7 separate regions of the Mus musculus genome follow, and regions 2, 3, 4, 5, 6 and 7 are each linked to region 1. A link is a contact called in public Hi-C and promoter capture Hi-C data. All regions are on one chromosome and are shown on one strand. The core of a region is the stretch at or near the end of the contact, and the rest is flanking DNA. Distances in the headings are between cores, read along the strand shown.

Region 1 (2,910 bases), core at 398-2,897:
CTCCCAGAATACAACAGTAGCCTAGTTATTTGAACTGATATTCAGTATCTAAATTCTAGAATCAAGCAGATTTTGGTAGCTTCAGTGCCCAAACTTTTGCTAGTGGCTTTTTCTTACAATCTGAAATCTTACTGTGGAAACTCTGGAACTCCTCAAATTTCCAAAGTATATAGAACTCACACTCTAAAATATAAGATGTTTTCTCTAGGTGTAAAATTACAGATTATGTACATTCTTCTTTATATTTATTTATATTTTCTAAATTTTTCTTCACTCTTAGCTTGTAAATGTTTTGCTTGTTATCAAGACAGGATTTCTCTGTGTAGCTCTGATGGTCCTGGAACTCGATCTGTAGACTTCTTATAAACCGTATATTGTGGCCTAGATATACTTGAAAACTTGAAATTTTTCGTCTATATTGTGAGCCAAATTACATAGTAGATTAATTAACTGACATGTTAGGAAATCTATTCTAGTTAAAGTCCAGCAGTTTTTATCACATCTCTGGATACATATAAGGTAATGTACTGTCTTAAAATTTTTTAACTATAGATCCTAGTTAAGAAAGAAAATGTATTTCAATGTCTTGTCAGGCCTGTAAACGCATGAAGGCCCAACCTTTGTTTCATATGCTTCCTTTTAAGTACCAAATGCAGAAAGAGCAATTCAATTGCATGACTCTCGGATAAAGACCCCAGACTTCTCACTTTCTGGTACACACAGGCACTCAGTTTAAAACCTTAGAACACAAAATTTAAGCTACGAGCTTCATAGCTTTGGTTTCCTGTATATGTTCTGAGATTCGTAGAACTTAACACTTCGGATCATAAGACTTAAAAATCACAGAAGAAACACTTCAAAGATTAACGCATCACTTCCTCTTCAATAGGCACAAAGAGGGGGAAAGGAAAAAAAAAAAAAAAAACCCGCCCCGAAGTACTGGTATTCACACAATGGAGTAAAACCCAGGCCACAGAAGAAGAGAACCTAAATCCTGTTGTGATTTAAATTGAAGTCAAAATTTAAAAGACACTCTAAACTCCCGTAAGGGTCCCGTAAGCATCATCTCATGCCTGCCAGCATTTCTTGCTTTTGATGCTACGCCCGCTACAGCGCACGCCAGTCTCAGAAACTCCGATTGTTTTGCCCACCACGAGCTTTAATCCTCGTAGCAGTAACGGGGCAGAGGCGAGGGAGACTATGAATGTTTCTAAAAGCAAGCTGTATTGTCTTATAAAACTGCAACCCTCGGCTTCGGCGCTCTGCAGCAGTCAGCCTCCCACCGCTAACCTGCGTGCTCCGGGTTCCTCCCCCGCAGGGCGGACAGCGCAGCTCCTCAGAGGCAGGCCGCGGGCAACGCCACGTACTCGGCTCGCCGCACACCTGGGGGAAGCGCCCGCAAGACGGAATCCGCGGGTGCCCGGTGCGGGGTGCGCGTCGCCGGGGAGTCGCGAACGCGCCTGGTGCGCACGGCCCTCGGGAGGGCGCGGACTCAGCAGCCAGCGGCCGAACAAGGCCCTGTCCGGCTCGCCTGCTCGCTCGCCCGCACCGCCGCCCTGCAGCGCTCTACCTGTCAGGCCGCCCGGCCAGGCCCTGACTCCGCTGCGCCGCCGCCGCCTTAGCCGTAGCCGGCTCCTCCCCCCCAAAACCGGGAGCGAGCACAAGCGCCCGGGCCGCCGGTCACGTGGGCGGGTCGCGTCACGTGACACCGGAGCGCCCCGCGCAGCGCGCGCCCTCTGTCTGCTCAGGTTCCCGCTCGGGTTTGGTTGTAGACCGGGCTGCTGGCGCAGCGCAGGGGCGCCGTAGTGGCTCCCGCGAGGACCGGAAGGCGAAGGCGTCCCAGGATGGCAGCAGAGCGTGGCCTTCCTCCCGCTCCGCCCATCCCAGGCCGCTGGTCTTCAGGACACGTGTCTCTGCCCGGTCCGAGGAAGGCCAGGACGCCTAGGTCAGGAGGGCAGAGGCAAGGCTGCTGAAAGCTCTCTCTCTGCCCAGAACTTTTCTTGTGTTAAGCGGGTACAACTGAGGTCCGGAAGGGAGCGGCCGCTTTGTGCTTTGTGCTTTGTGCGTCTATCAGAAGAAGCTTATCAGTTGTAAAGTCCCCTACCGCCCTAGGCTCTCCCATTTGGCACTAGAGACCAAAGTCTACACTTGGCACCCCAACATTCAAGCTATCTTGTTTAGACTCACCTTTCCCTTTTCAGGTCCCAGCGGTAAATACAAATCCCCTTTGTTTTCTGTTTACCACTAAGCAGATGCGGTCCAAAAACCTTTCTGTCAGCACATAGTAACTACAACGTGCTTCCCCCCTATAGAGAATTCTTGTTTCTCTTGAGTACTTTCGGTGGATTACATTTTTAAATATATATATATATACCTTAAATTGCTGTAGGCCTCTCAGGGTTTGTTCATTCTTTTGCCTTGATCTCAAATGTTCAGAATCACCATTTCCTTTCTCAAAGAAAAAACAGGAGGAAGAGGTTAAAAACAGATTTTACTTAGAAATTATTGCAATATAGAAATTGAGCCCTATTTTATACCCTAATGTTTCTTTCTGTTGTACTAGTCCCTGGGTAAAATCTGTTTTTACCAGTTTAATGACTCTGGCTCTGGTTTTTTTTTTTTTTTTCCTAACATTTCCCAAAATATTCATCGGTCTCTCATCTTTCAAAATTGAGGTCAGACACCATCTATTCTTCTTGCAGACTTAACATCTTCAGTTGTTGTAAAAGTTCATTGAGACAGCCTCAGCTACAACTACTCCTCTAGTTATAATACTACATACTCAAAACAGAAAATTCACAATGCAGGTAAATGTATTACTCTGCATCTAAGAGATTAAGTATCTATTGTTACCTGATCTCACATATTATGAACTCTTCATAACAGGGCTATATGGTCTTACTACAATAA
Region 2 (2,700 bases), core at 142-2,641, 1.7 Mb after region 1:
TCTCTCAGAGGGCGTGCCTCTTAGCTCTCGGCGCCCCAGCACTTCTAGATTACACTCCTACAGGCCTCCTGTAAAAAAGGGTCATGTGGCCTGGTTCTTCATGGTGTATCTGGCAGAGAATTGGTATTTATTGCATAACAAATACAGAAGCAGCATTTCTTCAAAGATCGTGACAGACCTTTGTAGAAACCAATCGCTCCCAATTTAGTTATACCATCTGCCTCTCCTAGCCCCTCCCTGAGCTCTAGGACCAGTAGACACCCGCCTTACCTGGCCTGCCCCCCGTGGTTCATCCCAGTAGTTCCACCCGGCCCCACCCATCACCTCCGTCCGCTCCTCAGACCCCGCCCCTCGGGCACTACACCATCTCCATAGCACCACCCGACCGTCTTGCCACTCCCCTCCCGCTCCAGCCGATCCCACCCGATCCCCCTCACGACCCCTTCCTTCAAGCACCGTCCACCTATACCGCTCCAGTGGCAGCCGGGCCCCGCCCAGGCCCCACCCGACCCCGCCCACCACGTGCTCCGCCCCGCCCCTCGGCCCCGCCCTCCAACGGACTCCACCCTGCCCCACCCACCTGTTCTGCAGGCCCCGCCCCTCCCCTCGGGCCCGCTCACCTGTACGCCCAGGGCGACACGCTGCGCAGGTTGGTGGGTGGCCGGAAGCGGCGGTCGGCGGCCCTGCCCCCGGCCGGGCAGCTGGCATTGCGCGCCTGCTCGCGCGGCCCGAGCTGCAGCGTGTGGTGGAAGGCGCTGAGCACGCCGGCCGCCAGCCGCCCGTACAGCTGCTCCAGGAGCTCCTCCGGCCGGTCCGCGCAGTCCCGCGGCCGCGCCGGGCGCCTCCCGGTCCTCAGCGCGCCCGCCGCGCGGCCCGGCGCCAGTGCCAGCAGGAAGCCGACCGCGAGCATCCAGACCTGCGGGACAGGCCGAGCTCAGCGTCGCGGGACCCGCCCGGCGCTCCGCACACCGTGAGGCCCTCCCCGAGCATGGGCGCCGCGCGGGCCGGCCCCCGAGCGCCGTCCCCGCCCGCCCGCCGCCCGCGCGGTCCCCGGGGCCCGGCCCGCCGCCGGCCCGCGCGCCCCCGGCCCCCGCCGCCGCCGCCGCCCAGAGCCGGAGCCCGCGCGGGGGGCGGGTGCGGGGCGCGCGTGCACGTGTGCGTGTGCCTGCCGGGCTGCTGCGCGGCGGGCTGCGAGTGCCTGTGAGACGCCTCTCCGGGCCGTCCCGCCGTCCTCCCCCCGTCCCTCTGCCCCAGCCCGGCCTCGGCCATGCCTCGCCGGTACCCCCGAGGGCGCTCACCAGTGTCCCCAACATCGCGTCGCCGTGATGCTTTCCAGACTTGTTAGGAGGGGGGCTGAAGGCTCTTCTGCGAAGTAAATAAGGGCGCCGCACACGCGGGGCGTGTGGCCTGCGGGCTGGGTGTCGCCCCTACAGAAGTGGACTGGCGGTCCGCCTGGCTGGAGGAGGAGGAGGTGGTGACTGGCCTCGACGCCTCGGCACGGACCAGTGGGGCCTCGGGGATGCAGTCGAGAGGCCGACTTTGGCTCAGAGGAAACGGATTTCTCTAGACATTGAAGCGGTCCAGGAGCTGGACAGGCCACTTGGAAATGAATGAACTCCAACCTAGAAGGACTCTCCTTCTTGCGACCACTTCCTCTTCTGGGATTTCATAGTTCGAAGAATTATACAAGAGATTAAAAAACAGTTATGTTCTGTTAGGCTAGAAGGAGGCTGTTTTCCCTTAAATACTCATAAAATGACTCCATGCCTCTTATTCAGCTAAGGGCCGAGTAATAAATACCCTCCCCCACCTGACACATGCTGTAAATGGGCATCTCTTGGTCTAGTTTTACAGTGTTGGAGAACTCAATCATGGTAATTAATTGTGTGAGCAGACATGTAAAATGAGCCTAAAGTTCTGTGAATAAATTAAGGGGAATCAGCTCAAATGAAGGACTCTATTGAATCTGAAGAGAGCTTGCTCACTTACTTGTTCATTATTTAAATGCCTTGCTTACCAGGCATCCAGCTAGTGAATATGATTACTTTTGAGCATTTACGCTTTGAGAATAAAGAGAAATGGCTGAGACTAGCTGAACGCTTTTTGAAAGTGTGCAAAATATTTTTTTGACTCCCTAAAACGGCTTGCAGCTTTGGGTTTTAACCAAGTTGTAAACCAGTGGTTAACTGCGTTTCAGTTCTGCTATGCAGAAAAACACTTGCCTTCAATGTTTTAAAACTGAAATACTTTGTAGCGGCTCTACCTTTAAAAGTCCCTTCAAACCTTACAGCTTAAAACATTTTACAATTCCTAGTAAACACATTTGGGTTTATGAAACACTTTGACTCGCACATAAATTGTTAACGTTGTCTCCTTCCTAGTAAAAAAACGGGAATAAAGACATCAGCACTCAAGTACTACTAATTTTCCATTTGAAAGGTACAGCGTAGGAGTATTTTCGAGGCGAGCTTGTCATTACCAGAGTTCCACGGAACTACTCACTGTGCTAATCAACAAAGTACCTTCCAGTGTCTGACCAGTTTGTGGAAGCCTCCAGTTACTGAAAACTTAAACTGAGTAGAGCATAAGATTCATTTGTGATTAAACAGGGGAGCAAAGGCTATAAATAGGTGCAGATTAAATAAAAAGTTCCCAGATCTGAGCATTTTATGAAGATACAAACATGTTAATAATTATTCC
Region 3 (2,917 bases), core at 310-2,809, 1.6 Mb after region 1:
TCAAATGGTGAAGTCCAGATTTATGTTTCAGTAATATGTGATATATTTTATATATATATATATGTGTGTGTGTGTGTGTGTGTGTGTGTGTGTATATATATTTTTTTTAAAGGGCCAAGCATTGTGGAATTGCCAGTCCTTTCTACTTCAAAGGTTAAAGCTGGAGACTCAACTTGGTCCCAACACAAAAAATAAATAAGAAAAAGAAAAACTCAGTTAGTTAGTTAGTCTGTTAGTTTGTTGTTTTTATGAGACAGAGTCTTCGTATGTAGTCCTGCTCTCCATAAACTTGTGTAGTCTAAACCTTAAGCTCACAGAGAATTACCTGTCTCCCCTGACCACTAGGGACCCAGGACCACATATTTCTATCTTAAGAGATCTTCCAAGGTATTCTCTCAGCACCATTACTAAATATAAAAGAAATAATTCCTTAATTAAAATGTGGGGGGCTGGTGAGATGGCTCAGTGGGTAAGAGCACCCGACTGCTCTTTCAAAGGTCCTGAGTTCAAATCCCAGCAACCACATGGTGGCTCACAACCATCTGTAATGGGATCGGGCTTCCTCTTCTGGAGTGTCTGAAGACAGCTACAGTGTACTTACATATAATAAATAATTATTAAAAAAAAATGTGATTTGAAAGCATCTTTTGGATCCAATTTGACTGAAAAACTTTTTCACTTCAATAAAGACTAGTTTGTCTTTGATACTAATTTTATGATCTGTGAGAAACATTTAATTACAATGTATACAGGCCAGCCAGAACTACATCAAGAAACTCTTGTTGAAAAAAAACCAAAAAGGTAGAGCTTTCTTGTGTCTTCAGACACTTTAATATTTAAAAATAGCATATAATTGAATACACGAAGATAATCATTGTGGCATACATACTTAAAAGGAATGGAAGCTTTAAAAAATTAGGTGCAAAATAGTTTGCTTTAAAACAGGTTTTTTTGAGTCTTATAAGTAGATGGTTTCTTCCTTTTCAATAGTTTTTTTTTCTTGATTGCCATTTTGATAAGTTACACTTGATTTGATCTATTTGGTTTAATAGAGTAGTCATTCGTTTAGAGAAATCGAAATCAAAATGAAGTATGGGTTTCTACAGACGAAACACTACTGTATGTAGAAATTGTGACAGTTCATTATCAAGCTGCTTTTTGAGTGGCGTCAGCATCTGAGCGGTGATTTAAAGCCCTTCAGCCAGATCAGGAAATCGATAAAGAGAGAACCGAACAGCAGGAACATAGTGAAGTTTGCCTGTCCCTGGGAAAGAAAAGATTACATGTGATTTAAGAATTGCCGAATCAAAGGGAGCATTAGTTTTGATTAAGGAAAACTGTGTGCCAGCTACCATGATAGATTGGTAAAATATGTGTTCATATACTGTGAATTCAACACTGAAAGCTCTGAAAGACTAATTGGTTTGAAAGGTTTAAGACTGACTCCAAAGTACCAAACAGCCAGACTACCGCAACCTAATTAAAACCTGGGTTGTAGAAGCCGGAAGCTGACTGGGCGGGACTAGACGCTCATTGGCTCCCACCGTCTGGTCTGCACCAGCGCAAACGCGGAGGTCCCCGCCAACCCTCACCCCACCCCCGCACTGTGACGACTGCGCATGCGTCAGTGGTGAGTGGCGGCCACGGAGTGTGGCGGCGGAGGGTCAAGGGATGTTTTGGGTGGGTTCCGAACCGGGTCCATACTGACCCTTGGAGACTTTCCCAGTAGGGGCCTCGTCTCTGCGGGGTCCTTCTTCTTGGACATCTTGAGCCGGAAACAAGTCCTTAGTGGTCCGGTCGGAATGGTGCCTGGGGAAGGGATATATATGCATGGACACGAGGAAGCCTTGAGCCTTAGCATGGGGTTTGGCTGGCCGGGCTGTTCATCCAAACTTACCTTGTTGTGTGTTTGTGGCTTGCTTTCTCTGTGCAAGTTTTATCTCAGGTCATGGTGGGATTTATTATTTTGAGATGGTCTCACTGTATAGCCAGGCTGGCCTCGAACTCAGACTCATTGATCCCTCATTTTTCCCGTGTCACCACACCCAACAATCTTTCTTTAAATAATAAACAGTATTTAGGAAGTGAAGGACTTCCCTCAGGCAGAGACTTGTATGAAAATGAAAGCACACGATTTTTATACACTCGAGATGCACAGGCAGACAGATCTCTGAGTTCAAGGCCAGCCTGGTCTACAGAGAATTTTCCTGGACAGCCAAGGCTACACAAAGAAATCCTATCATTCATTCATAGGTAGATAGATAGAGCAAGTTCTAGGACAGCCAAGGCAACACAACTGTCTTGAATCAATAAGATTACTTAGAGAATATCTGCCAGGCATTGTCATCTACAGAGTTCACGCTCAGGGAACAAACAAGTTGAGAACAATGTCATTTCTAGTGACTGTGGGTGCCTGTCTCTGAGCCGCAGGTTGAGCATACTTGACAGGTCATTCTATTCGCCTACTAGTACAGCTACCCTTCCTGCAGTTTACTAACGACTCTGGAAAGAAACTTTGTTTCATTCTCTTTCTGCTGGCTTAAACTCTCTTGACCTAAATATCTTGGAGAAGGTACTTAGATACTCTGACATACAGTATTGTTAGTTTTTTGTTGTTGCTTTCGTAGATCTGATGCATGGGAATAGAAGTTTGTTTTGATTTTGGGTTTTTTTTTTGGGGGGGGGGTTGGTTTTGTTTTTTTTTGTTTTTCCAGACAAGGTTTCTCTGTGTAGCCCTGGCTGTCCTGGAACTCACTCTGTAGACCAGGCTGGCCTCGAACTCAGAACTCCACCTGCCTCTGCCTCCTGAGTGCTGGGATTAAAGGCGTGCACCACCACGCCCGACTAGAACTAGAAGATTTTTATAGAAATGAAGAATCCCTGCTGCTGCTGCCGCTGCTGACCCTTTCCCCACGGT
Region 4 (2,976 bases), core at 256-2,755, 1.8 Mb after region 1:
AGAAAGGAAGAGACAGTTTAAAGCTGCCTTAGGTTTGTAAGAAAATATGTCTTAGTTAGAGTTTCTATTACTTCAACAAAACACCATGACCAAAAAGCAAGTTGGGGAGGAAAAGGTTTAGTCTTGCAGTTTGTCACCGAAGGAAGTCAGGTCAGGGACTCAAGCAGGGCAGGAACCCGAAGGCAGGAACTGATGCAGGGGCTATATAGGGAGCTGCCTACTGGCCATCCACAATGGGCCCTCCCCTCTTGATCACTAGTTGAGAAAATGCCTTAAGCTGGATCTCATGGAGGCATCTCCTCAACTGAGCAGCCTTCCTCTCTGATGACTCCAGCTTGTGTCAAGATGACACAAAACCAGTCAGTACACTCTCCCTTGCAGAGAGGGACTGGCCATCAGTGTAATTTGGCCGATCTGATGGGTAAAAGGTGTTTTCCTCGTGCCACTTTTCATCTCATTTAAACGGGGCTCGGCATCTTCAAATGTTTATTGATAATTTGTGGAACTGTTTAAAAACCTGACTGCCTCAGAGGTTTCTCTTTCCGAATCCCTGACAAGGTGGTGGGAATAAGGCAAGTGTCTACTCTCCTGAATCTGTCAGTGTGAGTGTGTTCTGATTTCAGCTTTTCCCAAACTGCTGGCCTCAAAGTGTTTCCACTTCCGATTGTGGGCACAAAACTTGTGTCATGCAGTGTAATGCCTCTCGTTCTCTGGTCTCAGACCCAAGTGTAATCAGGGCACTAGCCTTTTTTTTTTTTTTTTTTTTTTTTGCAACAGGGTCTTGCTGTCTCTGAATGTAGCCTGGCTGGAACTCCCGGTTCAGCCTCCCAGGTTTTGCGAGAGCAGGTGCATTCCATCACGCCCTGCTTGGTTTTTCTTTTTCTTTTCCTAACACATTTGGCACTGCACGCCTCTGGAAGGAGGAAGTAAGGCACACAGAAGCTGTGGTACGCTACAAGGAATTCAAATTCGTCCTTCCGTTTCTCAGAGTAACATATCCGGAGTTTCCATTTGTAGCTTGTCCCTTAAGTATCCGGGCCTCCGTTCACATCAGTGAAGCCAGGCTGCAGGTATCTCACCAGACCTGGATTTCCAGTGTAGAGTAGAATGTAAACAGTGGAACAAAAGTCCTTAAAGTGACAAACTGGTGCTAACGTCTTTAAAGCAACATTTTCTTGAAAGTGTCTCTGGGGTGAACCTTTGCGCCAACCTGGCAGTATCCGCTCATGGTTTAATGGTTTCCTGTTAGAAACTTAAAAATAAAAATTGCTCAGCTCAGAAGTGTCTGGTCTTCCCTGTTTGCATCCACCGTCCCACGCTCCCCGGTGCTAGAGCCCAGTGGCCTTCCTGAAGTCTCTCCCCGAGGGCTCCGCCTCTCCTGCGCCTTGGCCCCTCCCCGGAGCTTGTCAGCCAATGGGATAGTCCTCATGAGGTTTGGGCACGCCCACCCAGGCGCCCAGCCTTATTCTGGCGCGCGACCCGCTCTGCTTTGCTCGCTCCCTCCGCTAACGCAGCTGTACAGCCAGGCCCGGATCTGCCATGGCGTCCCCAGCAGCGGGCGGGGTGGTGATCGTAGGCAGGTAAAGGTCTCAGTGGCGCCGTGCTGCAATGGCTGGCGCCCTGGCAGCGTCCCGAACGCGGGACCTCCCGCGGGCGGCCGTGGGTGCCTCGGGTGGGCATCAGGCTGTACCTCGCTCCTCCAGGCGCTTCGCACTTGGGCTCCGAAGCTAGTCTGGCAGTAGACTAGGTGGTGGCCGTGGCTTAGCCAAGCAGTAAGGAGAGCCTTAAATCGGTGCGGGGTCACTTTTGTCAGCGCAGGCCAGAGGTGCCTGGCATCATTGAATACTAGCAATGAACCTGCGAAAACTGTGTTCTTATGCTTTTGAGACGGAGGTCTTGTGTAGCTCATCCTGGCCTCAAAATTTCTAGGTTAGCTGAGGCTATCCTTGAACTCTTGATCCTCCTGCCAAATACCCCAGCGTGAAAGCAGCTTATTCTTATTAAGAACGCAGACAAGAGTTTTACCAAGATGATAGTAACTAACGGATAACTATTGGCCTGGGTTGGCAAGGAGGCTGGTTCGCATGCACCACTGGGCTAGGCTAAATCTCTCGAGGCAGAAACCTTGTCAGTCAAGGCACCCTGCTTTCCTGTGTGTATGTGTCCCAAGGCAGGAGGCTGAGTCACTTTAACAGCCCAAGTTCATCTGACACACCAATTTCTGTTCTCATGATTCCCCTTTCTCCTTATTGCTTCTTTTTTTAAAAAATAAGAACGCTTAGAATATCTTTCATTGCCTAGCTGTCTGAAAGTCTATCAACGTGTAGCAACACATAATAACTAGTATTGGTTGGTAGCTATTAAAGGAGTGGCTTCATGTCCCTGCTTATAGTTTTGGCTACTTGTTGTTCTGCCTGCAGACCAGTCCCAAGTTCAGGCTTTTTCCTTGAGAGTTCTTTGGAGGGAGGTGTCAGAATGCTGTTGCTATTTTCTCTCTTACAGAACTGCAGAATTAGCTGTACCTTTGTCCTTTCCCGTGGTTGCCTGTGGTTGAATGGTCAAGAAATATCAAAAGTGTGCACTTTGCTCCTGTGGTGAACTGTGCTGCCTCGCCTTCTGTGAGAGCCACTGGTGTCACGGGCTAGGTTTTTGCAGGTCTCCGTTGGGAAGTAGATCTCTGCCTGCACCTGACAGGTGTCATGTGGGATTTTGACTGGATTTTGCATTCGTCTGGCTGTGGGTGGTTCATAGACTCCCAAGGAGAGACTCAACAGTCAGTTATTTCTGAGCTCATGGACAGGGAACTAGAAGGGGGCCGGGACATCTTAAGGAGCACAAGATGACCTGAGCTATTGTTTTCTAATGTGGAAATTCTGTCTTCTGCTTACTCCCTCATCCTTCCCCGTCCTTCTTTCTCATTTGCTTATCCAGCTGTCAGTCAATCATCTATCTATCTATATTATATCTACTACCTAT
Region 5 (2,976 bases), core at 80-2,579, 1.6 Mb before region 1:
CACACACACACACACACACACACACACACTAAACAATGGTTTAAAATACAGGTGAAATCAGTTCTATTTCATCCACCCAAAACCAAGCTTATCTTTCTGCTAAAAGGCACTTCCAACACCAACTCCACTAATACCAGCATCATCGACCTTTATGGGTTTTGGAGGAAAATTTATATAATAAGAAAGAACTTTCAAATAGACAAAGTTAAACACAGAGATATGCCATGAAGTACAATGAAGCTATATCCCAGACTTGTCTTTAGAAAGCTGCCCAACAGTGAAAAGATAAAAAAATAAAAAAACACTTTTAGAACCCACCTGGGGGTTCATATATCAGATGTTTATAATTCATAACAGTAGCACAATTAGTTGTGAAATAGCAACAAAATAATCTTATGGTTTGAGGTCACCGCATCGGGAGGAACTGTATTAAAGAGTCACAGCATTAGAAGGGTTGAAAAATCATTGTTTTAGGACAAAAATCTTTCCTCAGTCTTCCTGCCTTTTCCTCATTCATTATCAAGTGTCCAACACCACCAAGGGCAGAGTAGAAATAGCCAAGCAATTCTGATGACTTCGTAGGCTATGCAATAAACTACAAAGCACGACAGGAAATCTGATTTTTCTCAGTAGGGTTCTGTAGGTGCTTTCTGTTTTACCGCCGGTTCTTAAGCAACTCAGGCTAGTCTCAAAGTCAGTTCGGAGCCCAAAGGACTGTCTTTTGTACCCTCTTGCCTCTACCTATCAAGACTGTCTTACAAGAGCCACTATGCCTAGTTTAACAGGTTGTTTCAGAGCAGCCTGAAGTGGACAATTAAGGTGTGATGGAGTTTTCAAAGCAAGAGTGTCGTTACAAAGCCAAGGGCAAATGTGAACTCTGAAGCCAGAAGGAAAAGAATGGAGCTTGAGTAGAGGAAAGGCTGAGTTGCCGCTGGGTCAGCCGCTCCGGGGTGCGCTTATCCCGGCACAGTCCCTTTTCAGCCAGACGCGGAGCCCGCGCTGCCCAGACCCACGGCACGCTCACCCGGCGCTCCCCCAACAGGTTCCATAGGTGGCTCTGGGGCTTGACGTTGAAGGCGGCGCCCACCGGGGACCAGCTAGTACTGACGTCCCGGGCGCAGCTCCGGCCTGTGCGTCCCTGCAGAGCCGCCGCGGCTCCCCGGCCGCACAGCCGGCGGGCGTACCGTGCCCCGGCCGCCAGCAGCATCCTCCGGACCCCGGCTCTGCCAGGCTCGGGAAGCGCGCGCCCCGCGTTTCCAAGGCAGCAGCCCACGCCGCGGAACTCGCAGGGCAGACCCGGACTTGAGCACGCTAACAATCGTTAGGAAGAGCGTCGCCCTCCACGCCTTCTGAGCAGCTCCAGTTTCGTAGCGCCCTCGTGTGTCTGGAGGAAGAAACGTCCTGGATTTGAGTTTGACAGTGGTACTAGGGCACAGGGAGAAGGAAGTCGGGTCAGGCATTGGAACTTTTTACAGGTGCCAGGAATGAATGTGAGAACTCAAGATGCTTTCTTGATGCTTTCTTGATTCTCAGAGGAGACTCAATGGCGGCGCGTGAAAGGATCCAGAAGAAACCACAAGCAGTCGAAATCCAAGGCACCTGTCTTCTCCAAAAGTTGTTGAAGTCACTTCCATGTCTGCATGCCCACCAGCTATGGTTGTGTATAGCCATGTGAATTAACTATTGGAGAATTATCATCTATTTTGACTTTGGAAACTATTGATACGGTCTAAGGGTTTTGGAATGATATAGTCTAGGAGTCTTGGTCAGGTTTGTTGTTTCTGCCAGCCGAAGAATTAAAAGGCAGGAAAAATCTGAAGACCAGCATGGAGCAGCAGAGAAATCTTAAGCATCGTGGACAGAATTAGGAGTAGAAGGAAGGTGAGTGAGGTGTGTGTTTCCTGCAACAGGCACACAGAAAAAGACTCTCTGCAAAGGGGACTCAGAAAGCTGGAGAGAGAGAAAAAGAGGGAGAGAGAGAGAGAGAGACTCCTCTCAGGGGCTGGGTTTATTATTATTATTATTATTATTATTATTATTATTATTATTTTAAGCCTCTGCAGAGCCTTCTGCTCCTAATTTAGGGCTGGAGAGTTTGAAGAAATCTAGGGTGGTTGGTTGGCCCAGAACTGTTGTGTGACATGTCCTGACCCAGTCTTGACTTCATTGAGCAGGTCCATCAGCAATGGGGTCTGGTGGTGGGAGAGGAAAACGGTAGGTTGAGGAAGAAGCTGGGCATCTTGGAGATTCACCACCATCATCACCTAGCCATGGTCCCCCCCCCCCTTTCTCTCTGCCTGCCCACCAGGGAGTCGATCTAACTCCCAGTGTCTCATCACGATAGTCTAAAATCTAAATCAGTACAGACAGGACTAATGTGAAATGTCCTACTGCGAAAATGAAAGGAAGGCAGAGGCTGGGAGGGAGGGCATTGGGAAATTGTGGTCGAGTGCCCGGGAAAGTAGAAATGACAGTGCAGACTTGGGAAAGCTTGGGGAAGTCTTTCTACACCCCTAGCCTTCTCCAGAGGAAGGACAGCCACACCACCGTGGTTCAGGGTGTAGGGTCCTGCCGGAAGCAGAGCTTTCTTTTGAAGGTGCAGTCATCTCTCCTGCAGAAGGTGACGTGAGGGGTGGCAGTCATATCTGCTTTATAGACCTTGGTAGGGGAGAAATGAACATTTTGAAGGTTTTGTGTGTGTTTGACTGGTTTGCAGACAGGCTCTCACTCCGTGTTCCAGGCTGTAACTCACCATGTATCCCAGTCTGAGCTCAAACTGGCAGTCTTGCCTCAGCATCCTCCTGGGTGCTGGGATTCCAGGCAGGAGCCACCATGCCTAGAAGGAAGGGTTTCATTATGAGAAATTCGATTTTTCCTTGAGAGATTGTTCTGGGTAGAAGGGGGGGGGCAGTAGACAGAAAAGGGACTGTGGTATCCCAGCCTTTGGGAGGTGGGGTTGAGAGGACACAGAGAGAG
Region 6 (2,700 bases), core at 29-2,528, 1.5 Mb after region 1:
ATAGTAGAGAAGTCAAAAAAATCCAAACAAACAAACAAAAAACCGATTGGCCATGCCTTTAATCCCAGCACTGAGGAGGCAGAGGGCAGGTGGATCTTTGTGTTTGAGGCTGGCCTGGTCTACAGCGTGAATAGAAAAATCCTGTTAAAAACACAAGAAAAGGGGCTGGAAAGATGGCTCAGCGGTTAAGAGCACTGACTGCTCTTCTGAAGGTCCTGAGTTCAAATCCCAGCAACCACATCGAGGCTCACAACCATCCATAGTGAGATCTGATGCCCTCTTCTGTGGAGTCTGAAGTCAGCTACAGTGTATTTACATATAAAATAAATAAATAAAGGCACTGAGAGTGGGTGGGGTGAAGAGAAGAATTTACATTTGTTTCAATAGAAACAATAGTAATAGAGAGATAGCTTAGTGGTTAAAAGCACTGGCTGCAATTCCAGAGGACTCAGGTTCAGTTCCAGCACCCTTACAATCATCAGTAACTCCAGTTGCTGGGGATTTGACACTCTCACACAGACATACATGCACACAAAACAATGCACATAAAATAAAAAATAAATCATTTAAAAATTAATGCAATTCTATTTCGAAGACACAAAACCTCAAAGGGGCGGAGGGCAGACTTACAAATCTCTGGGAAAACCAGGAAGTCTACAGAAGGAACTCAAAAACGTGGATTTTCCCCAGAAAGCAGAACAGGCAGTCAACAAAACTCAGAAAATGGAGCTGTCAGGTCGAAACATACAAATACTTCAACTAGACCACCTTTTGAACATTGAACTAGCTGATGTCGGGATCACTTTCCTGGACGTAGACTTTGAAAAACAAAACCTTAAAGAACCGGAGAGAAGACAGCGCGTTGAAGTTACTGTAACGCACCTTTCCTCGCAGATTCTGTACTTAGCATTGCTATTATAAACTCCTGAAGTCCAAAGCTGGCGGCAGCTGAGCCCTTACTGACTTCAGGAAGCCAAGTGGTTAGGGAGAGGGTTTCAAAAATCAAGAAAACCAAGCATTTCGTCCACGGATGCCCTTTTCTCACAGCGGAATGAACCGCGGAGCGGGAGGCATGAATTCTGGGCGTAGACGCACCCTTAGGAGAGCGCTTCCAAGGCTAAGAGATCCTGCTCCACACCGGACAGCCTATGGGAGCGAGAGGAAGCTCCCGCACGGGCAGGACACCCAAACCTTAACCCGCAGCTAACGGGCTGCGCGGCTCCGGTCCAGGACCTCGCGGCCCGCACCCAGCAGGGAACCACGCATGCGCAGGCCCCAGACCCGCGCGGGATGCCCGGCCGCGGCTGACAGAGCCAACCGCTCGGCCTCGCCCGGTGCCGGCTGCCGCCGCCCTCCTCCCAGCGCCGCGACCGGGCTCACGCTTGTCTCCTTCCAGCTGCTCAGGAATCGGCGGTCCCGTCAGGCCGCTGGGGGCGCGACGCCGACGGCTGCTGCGACAGCCCGGGAGGCGCGAGAGGCGCCGGGGTCGCGGCGGCGATTGGCCGGCCGCGGCGCCTGCTCCCAGAATGCAGCGCATGGCGCGTCATTGAAGAGAGACCATGATGGCGGCGGCGCTGGGGCCCCCAGAAGTGATCGCTCAGCTGGAGAACGCGGCCAAAGTTCTGATGGTGAGGACGCCGGGTCCGGAGAAACGGGGGATTAGTGGGACTCCGGCTGGCTCTCCCTGGTCAGGCCTGCTGTCCGCTGGGTTGGTGGCCAGGAAGGGCCTTGGGATGAACCCTGAAGTGGAGGTGGTGGTGGCGTGGCGCAGGATTCTCCATCCTACTTTCCTCTTGCCTTGGTTCTTTACTTTCTAGTGCTGTCTCCTTCCCTGACCGCCTTGTTCCTCCGCCTGGCACTGGGGTGTAGTGGTGTAAGATGGAGAGTTTCCTGTGCCGCCAGCTTCGCTCCATACCTCGCTAGGCAGACTGGGTAGCAGAGCAAGGCACAGGGTGAACCCCGCAGGACTTGGGTTAGGGAACATTCTTGGGACTGTGTGCATGACGCTGGGGAGTTGATCCTGTTAGGAGAGGGATGGCATAGTCTGGGTGCTGTTAGCAACCCTCGTTCTCTTGTGGATCGGGTCCCCTAGCTCTTTGCCTGACATGCAGACTGTTCTGGGTAACCGCAGCAGGCGGCACGTGGACGGACCGGCCGGAGGGAGAGAGGCTAATCTTTAGGACCAAGGTCGTTGGGGCAAAACTTGGTTCAAGACCTACTCTTTGTGGGTTTCGCGTTTTGGAAAACTGACTCTGTGGCAGGTTCCCAGGTACTTATTAGCTGAAGTCTAACAACTACCACGAAATAGTTTGGTGAGGGTGTTTGAGCAGGACGAGTCGGTATTATAAACAGGATTTCACATAGGGAGCAAAAGTAAGGAGAAGGATACTGTTTCGTTACTTAGTAAACTGTGTGTCTTATGCTTGCTGGCTCAGCCTGATTTCTTTCTTTCGTTCTTTGTAAATTATGACGATTGCATTTGTAGGGTTTTTTGTTTTGTTTTTAAAATTAGATGTCCATTTTATTACTTGAAATGATTTAGACATTTTAACAACTAAATGCAGCTAGATTTCTTTTTTACCCTACTTTAAGGTTACTGTCAAGGATTCTGTTGGAGCATCCTATTTAAGGATATTTTAGTTAAGGCCTGGAGAGACTGCTCAGTAGTTAAGAGCACGTGTTGCTTTTCCAGAGGACCTG
Region 7 (2,877 bases), core at 213-2,712, 1.8 Mb after region 1:
TCCCCCAGCCACCACATTAGGTTAAGTGGGCGCTAGGGATCACTCAGGACCTTAGGCTTCTGCAGCAAACACTTTGCCAACTGAGCATCTCCACAGCCCCAGAATGTTGATCAATAGGTTCCCAAGGGATGGATGCTGAAGCTGCTGCTCCATCGATCACACTTTCAAATCATATACTCAAAAGCTCCCTCCTTACAAACTCTTCTGATCTCACTTTCGTTTATTCATAAGGTATTGAAACAATCAGCTTTTAGAACTAGACCTTTCTTCTGGCTTTTAACCAGATTTACACACACACACACCTGGGAGACAGACCAATAGTGGAATACACAAAATTTTAAAGATGTAGAAAGCAAGGCTAGGAAATAGTAAATGAATTATCCTTTACTAACAACTATGAATGGCTAAGAAATAATACAACTCAGTATTTCTATATTCTCCAAGGTGGTTCAAAAATAATTTGGGATGCTGTCACTTCAATATTGCCAGTGAAACTATTTTACATGGCAAAGTCCTTTTTATATACTTCTACCTTGATACAGTTCACACTCAAAATGCCTATTGTAGTTTCTCCAAAGTTACCAACCAGAGTTGAAGATAAAAAGGAAAAGTGGAATTTTAGGCTTTTGGGAAAACAGTAGTCAGATATCTTTTGTCTGTGCATCCTTAGATTCAACCAACTAGAAACTGAAAACATTTGGGAGAAATTTTTTATCTGAACTGAACATGCACAGGCTCCCCCCCCCCCCCCCCGCCCCCAGCCTCCCGAGCGTGCTTTTCATTATTCCCTGAACAATTAGGCATAACAATTAATTATAGAGCAATAAACAGTCTAAGATAACAAAAATGGGAAAATGGCTTATATACAATACAAATATACCATCGTATATATGTGAAAGAGCACCTGGGAACTTTGGTATCCAGGGAAACTGGGTGTCCTAGAATCAATTCCCAGAAGATATGTTTTTATCTTTATAAGACTGTGATTTATTCATTCTTTTCTGTACTTTTGCTTTTACTCCCGATTACTAGGTAATCAAAGCTTCACCGGATGCAAGTATTAGAAATGTTCGCTGTAACCTACTGTGAAACTCTAAAAGTTTCACTGCTGCCATGGCATCGCCAAGCCGTGTGACATTAGCCCGGGTAGCCGTGCCGGGTGGAGCGGGAAGTCCACCCCCTGAGAGGAGCACCATCCAAGTGTTGGCTACGGAAGCGCAGTCGCCAGGAGCCGGGCTTGGGCGCCGCCAGCCCGCCTGCCCTCGCGACCCCGCCGCCGCTCACGCACGGGGCAGGGAGAGGGCAGCAGGGAGGGTGGCCGCGAGGGGCCGGGCGCTTCTCCTACCTCGCGCCGAGGAGGAGCGGGCTGACCACGAGTGGGCCGAGGGAAGAAGCGACGCCTGATCCTAGGCAGGCCAGAGCGGGACGCCCAGCCGTTGCCAGGCGCGACTCCAAGGAAGCCGCTCCCACAGGCCTCCGCGCCGCGTGGGCGAGGCCGGAAGCTCGTGACCGGAAGTGCAGGGCTGCTGGGACCTGTGGTCCGCCAACAGCGGAGTGATTCTCGAGGCTGGCCCAATGTTTATGGTGGTCCAGGAGATGCTACAGGTGTAGGAGTAATCACAAGAAGGAAACCAAGGTCGAGTGAACCCCGAGGCAGCCATCCCCAAAGCTGGAGACCAGAGCAAGATGGCCCGGATGAATAGAATGTGTCCCAGAGCCACTACGCGGCTTGGGAACCTTGGAAGACTGTTTTCTGTGGAACATTGCGTAGAATTGTACGCGTCGTCCCATAAATTTGTCATATTAATCCTGTCTGGGTTCTCTCTAAATAAATTTAATCTGAAAATTAAAAAGTAAAGGTAATGTAATGCCAGCTATGATGACGCACATCTGCAATGGGAGTAGAGATGACGCTCAGGAGTACAAGACCAGCAGGGGACACCCTGTCTTAAAGACAAAATAATATTTCTTTCCGGAGCAAATGTTGGGCATGTTGACTTGAAGCCCGTTATAAAAAAACTGAAGTTTACTAACCTTTATTGTTCAGTTGTGTCAGAAAGTCATTGAATATGTAACATCCACCTTAGCCTCCCACGGATGGGGGTGGGGACAGATGTAGGGGACAAACTATTAGATTGGTCAGGTTCGGGCTACTTGGTGTGTTTTGAAGACTAAACCTCTTTATCTCTGATCCAGGTGTGTTGTATCAGCATTCAGAAGGTTACCTTGCAAGTGGGGTATATCGTACAGTAACTGACAGTATCTGGCAACTGTGTGTCAATAAGTAGTTGTTACGTTAATTAGTGAACATCATGGGGATATTTTAAGTTACTGCACTTCAATATAGAAAGAAAAAATACTGGAATCACAAGTTACTGCACTTCAAAAAAGAAAGATAAATACTAGAGTCAATCTTTTTCTTTTTCTTTTTTCTTTTTTCTTTTTTTTTTTTTGTTTGTTTGTTTGCTTGTCTTTTGAGACGGGGTTTCTCTGTGTAGCCCTGGATGTCCTGGAGCTCTCTGTACACCAGCCTAGCCTCAAACTCCTTGGTGCTGGGATTAAAGGTGTGTGCCACCATTGTCCAGCACTGAACTTTTTTTTTTTTTAAATGACTGTACATTCAGGGTACCCAGTCCTTGTCTGAGAAGAAGACATTATGTTTTTGTTAAAATAAAGGTTCATCAGGCAACATATTTTCTTATTTGTTCCCACACTAATTATCAAATAAACTGTCAACATATGTAATTAGTTACATATAAAGTGGGATGGGTAGCAGACAAGCCTGAGTCCCATGAAGTGGGTATGGAGTGAAAGAGTTCCATGTGTGAACATGAAGAACACTAAAGGAAAAACAGGTTTGAGGGAGAACACATCAGG

What was found. Promoter capture Hi-C pulls out the DNA fragments that hold promoters and counts their contacts. Hi-C and Micro-C count contacts between places; a contact is called where the count stands out from the background. Capture Hi-C pulls out chosen DNA fragments and counts their contacts.
Region 2: a promoter capture Hi-C map of hippocampal neurons shows a contact between it and region 1, with 7 times the contacts expected there. The contact joins the promoter of Il17d here to the promoter of Rcbtb1 in region 1. A contact is called at or near these places in 2 of 39 promoter capture datasets (hippocampal neurons and pre-B cells), 1 of 115 datasets of contacts at active chromatin or transcription factors (astrocytes) and 1 of 9 other capture datasets (adipose tissue).
Region 3: a contact with region 1 is called in a promoter capture Hi-C map of pre-B cells, with 3 times the contacts expected there. The contact joins the promoter of 1700039M10Rik here to the promoter of Rcbtb1 in region 1. A contact is called at or near these places in 5 of 39 promoter capture datasets (cranial neural crest, liver, pre-B cells and 1 more) and 1 of 9 other capture datasets (adipose tissue).
Region 4: a promoter capture Hi-C map of liver shows a contact between it and region 1, with 4 times the contacts expected there. The contact joins the promoter of Cryl1 here to the promoter of Rcbtb1 in region 1. A contact is called at or near these places in 5 of 39 promoter capture datasets (3T3-L1-derived adipocytes, hippocampal neurons, liver and 2 more), 1 of 115 datasets of contacts at active chromatin or transcription factors (astrocytes) and 2 of 9 other capture datasets (adipose tissue and liver).
Region 5: a contact with region 1 is called in a promoter capture Hi-C map of liver, with 4 times the contacts expected there. The contact joins the promoter of Mipep here to the promoter of Rcbtb1 in region 1. A contact is called at or near these places in 3 of 39 promoter capture datasets (the 3T3-L1 cell line, liver and pre-B cells).
Region 6: a Hi-C map of B cells shows a contact between it and region 1, with 6 read pairs. The contact joins the promoter of Xpo4 here to the promoter of Rcbtb1 in region 1. A contact is called at or near these places in 4 of 39 promoter capture datasets (hippocampal neurons, liver and pre-B cells), 1 of 484 Hi-C or Micro-C datasets (B cells) and 4 of 115 datasets of contacts at active chromatin or transcription factors (acute myeloid leukemia, astrocytes, embryonic forebrain and 1 more).
Region 7: a promoter capture Hi-C map of pre-B cells shows a contact between it and region 1, with 4 times the contacts expected there. The contact joins the promoter of Ift88 here to the promoter of Rcbtb1 in region 1. A contact is called at or near these places in 3 of 39 promoter capture datasets (hippocampal neurons, liver and pre-B cells), 2 of 115 datasets of contacts at active chromatin or transcription factors (astrocytes and embryonic forebrain) and 1 of 9 other capture datasets (adipose tissue).

Annotation. Positions count from the first base shown.
Region 1 is chr14:59,199,965-59,202,874 of GRCm38.p6, reverse strand. Rcbtb1 (regulator of chromosome condensation (RCC1) and BTB (POZ) domain containing protein 1) reads right to left here and starts at 1,647. Exons shown (of 12, transcript NM_027764.2): 1 at 1,291-1,647.
Region 2 is chr14:57,523,520-57,526,219 of GRCm38.p6, reverse strand. It overlaps Il17d (interleukin 17D), which reads right to left and starts at 1,391. Exons shown (of 3, transcript NM_145837.3): 1 at 1,299-1,391; 2 at 621-916. The coding sequence starts at 1,313.
Region 3 is chr14:57,570,256-57,573,172 of GRCm38.p6, reverse strand. It overlaps 1700039M10Rik (RIKEN cDNA 1700039M10 gene), which reads right to left and starts at 1,559. Exons shown (of 2, transcript NR_152103.1): 1 at 1,488-1,559; 2 at 805-1,264. It overlaps Eef1akmt1 (EEF1A alpha lysine methyltransferase 1), which reads left to right and starts at 1,591. Exons shown (of 5, transcript NM_026526.3): 1 at 1,591-1,630.
Region 4 is chr14:57,397,012-57,399,987 of GRCm38.p6, reverse strand. Cryl1 (crystallin, lambda 1) reads left to right here and starts at 1,505. Exons shown (of 8, transcript NM_030004.3): 1 at 1,505-1,580. The coding sequence starts at 1,540.
Region 5 is chr14:60,782,919-60,785,894 of GRCm38.p6, reverse strand. Mipep (mitochondrial intermediate peptidase) reads right to left here and starts at 1,329. Exons shown (of 19, transcript NM_027436.3): 1 at 1,025-1,329. The coding sequence starts at 1,207. Mipepos (a long non-coding RNA gene) reads left to right here and starts at 1,346. Exons shown (of 3, transcript XR_001781278.2): 1 at 1,346-1,422; 2 at 1,534-1,881.
Region 6 is chr14:57,663,816-57,666,515 of GRCm38.p6, reverse strand. Xpo4 (exportin 4) reads left to right here and starts at 1,278. Exons shown (of 23, transcript NM_020506.2): 1 at 1,278-1,628. The coding sequence starts at 1,560.
Region 7 is chr14:57,422,656-57,425,532 of GRCm38.p6, reverse strand. It overlaps Ift88 (intraflagellar transport 88), which reads right to left and starts at 1,462. Exons shown (of 26, transcript NM_009376.2): 1 at 1,346-1,462.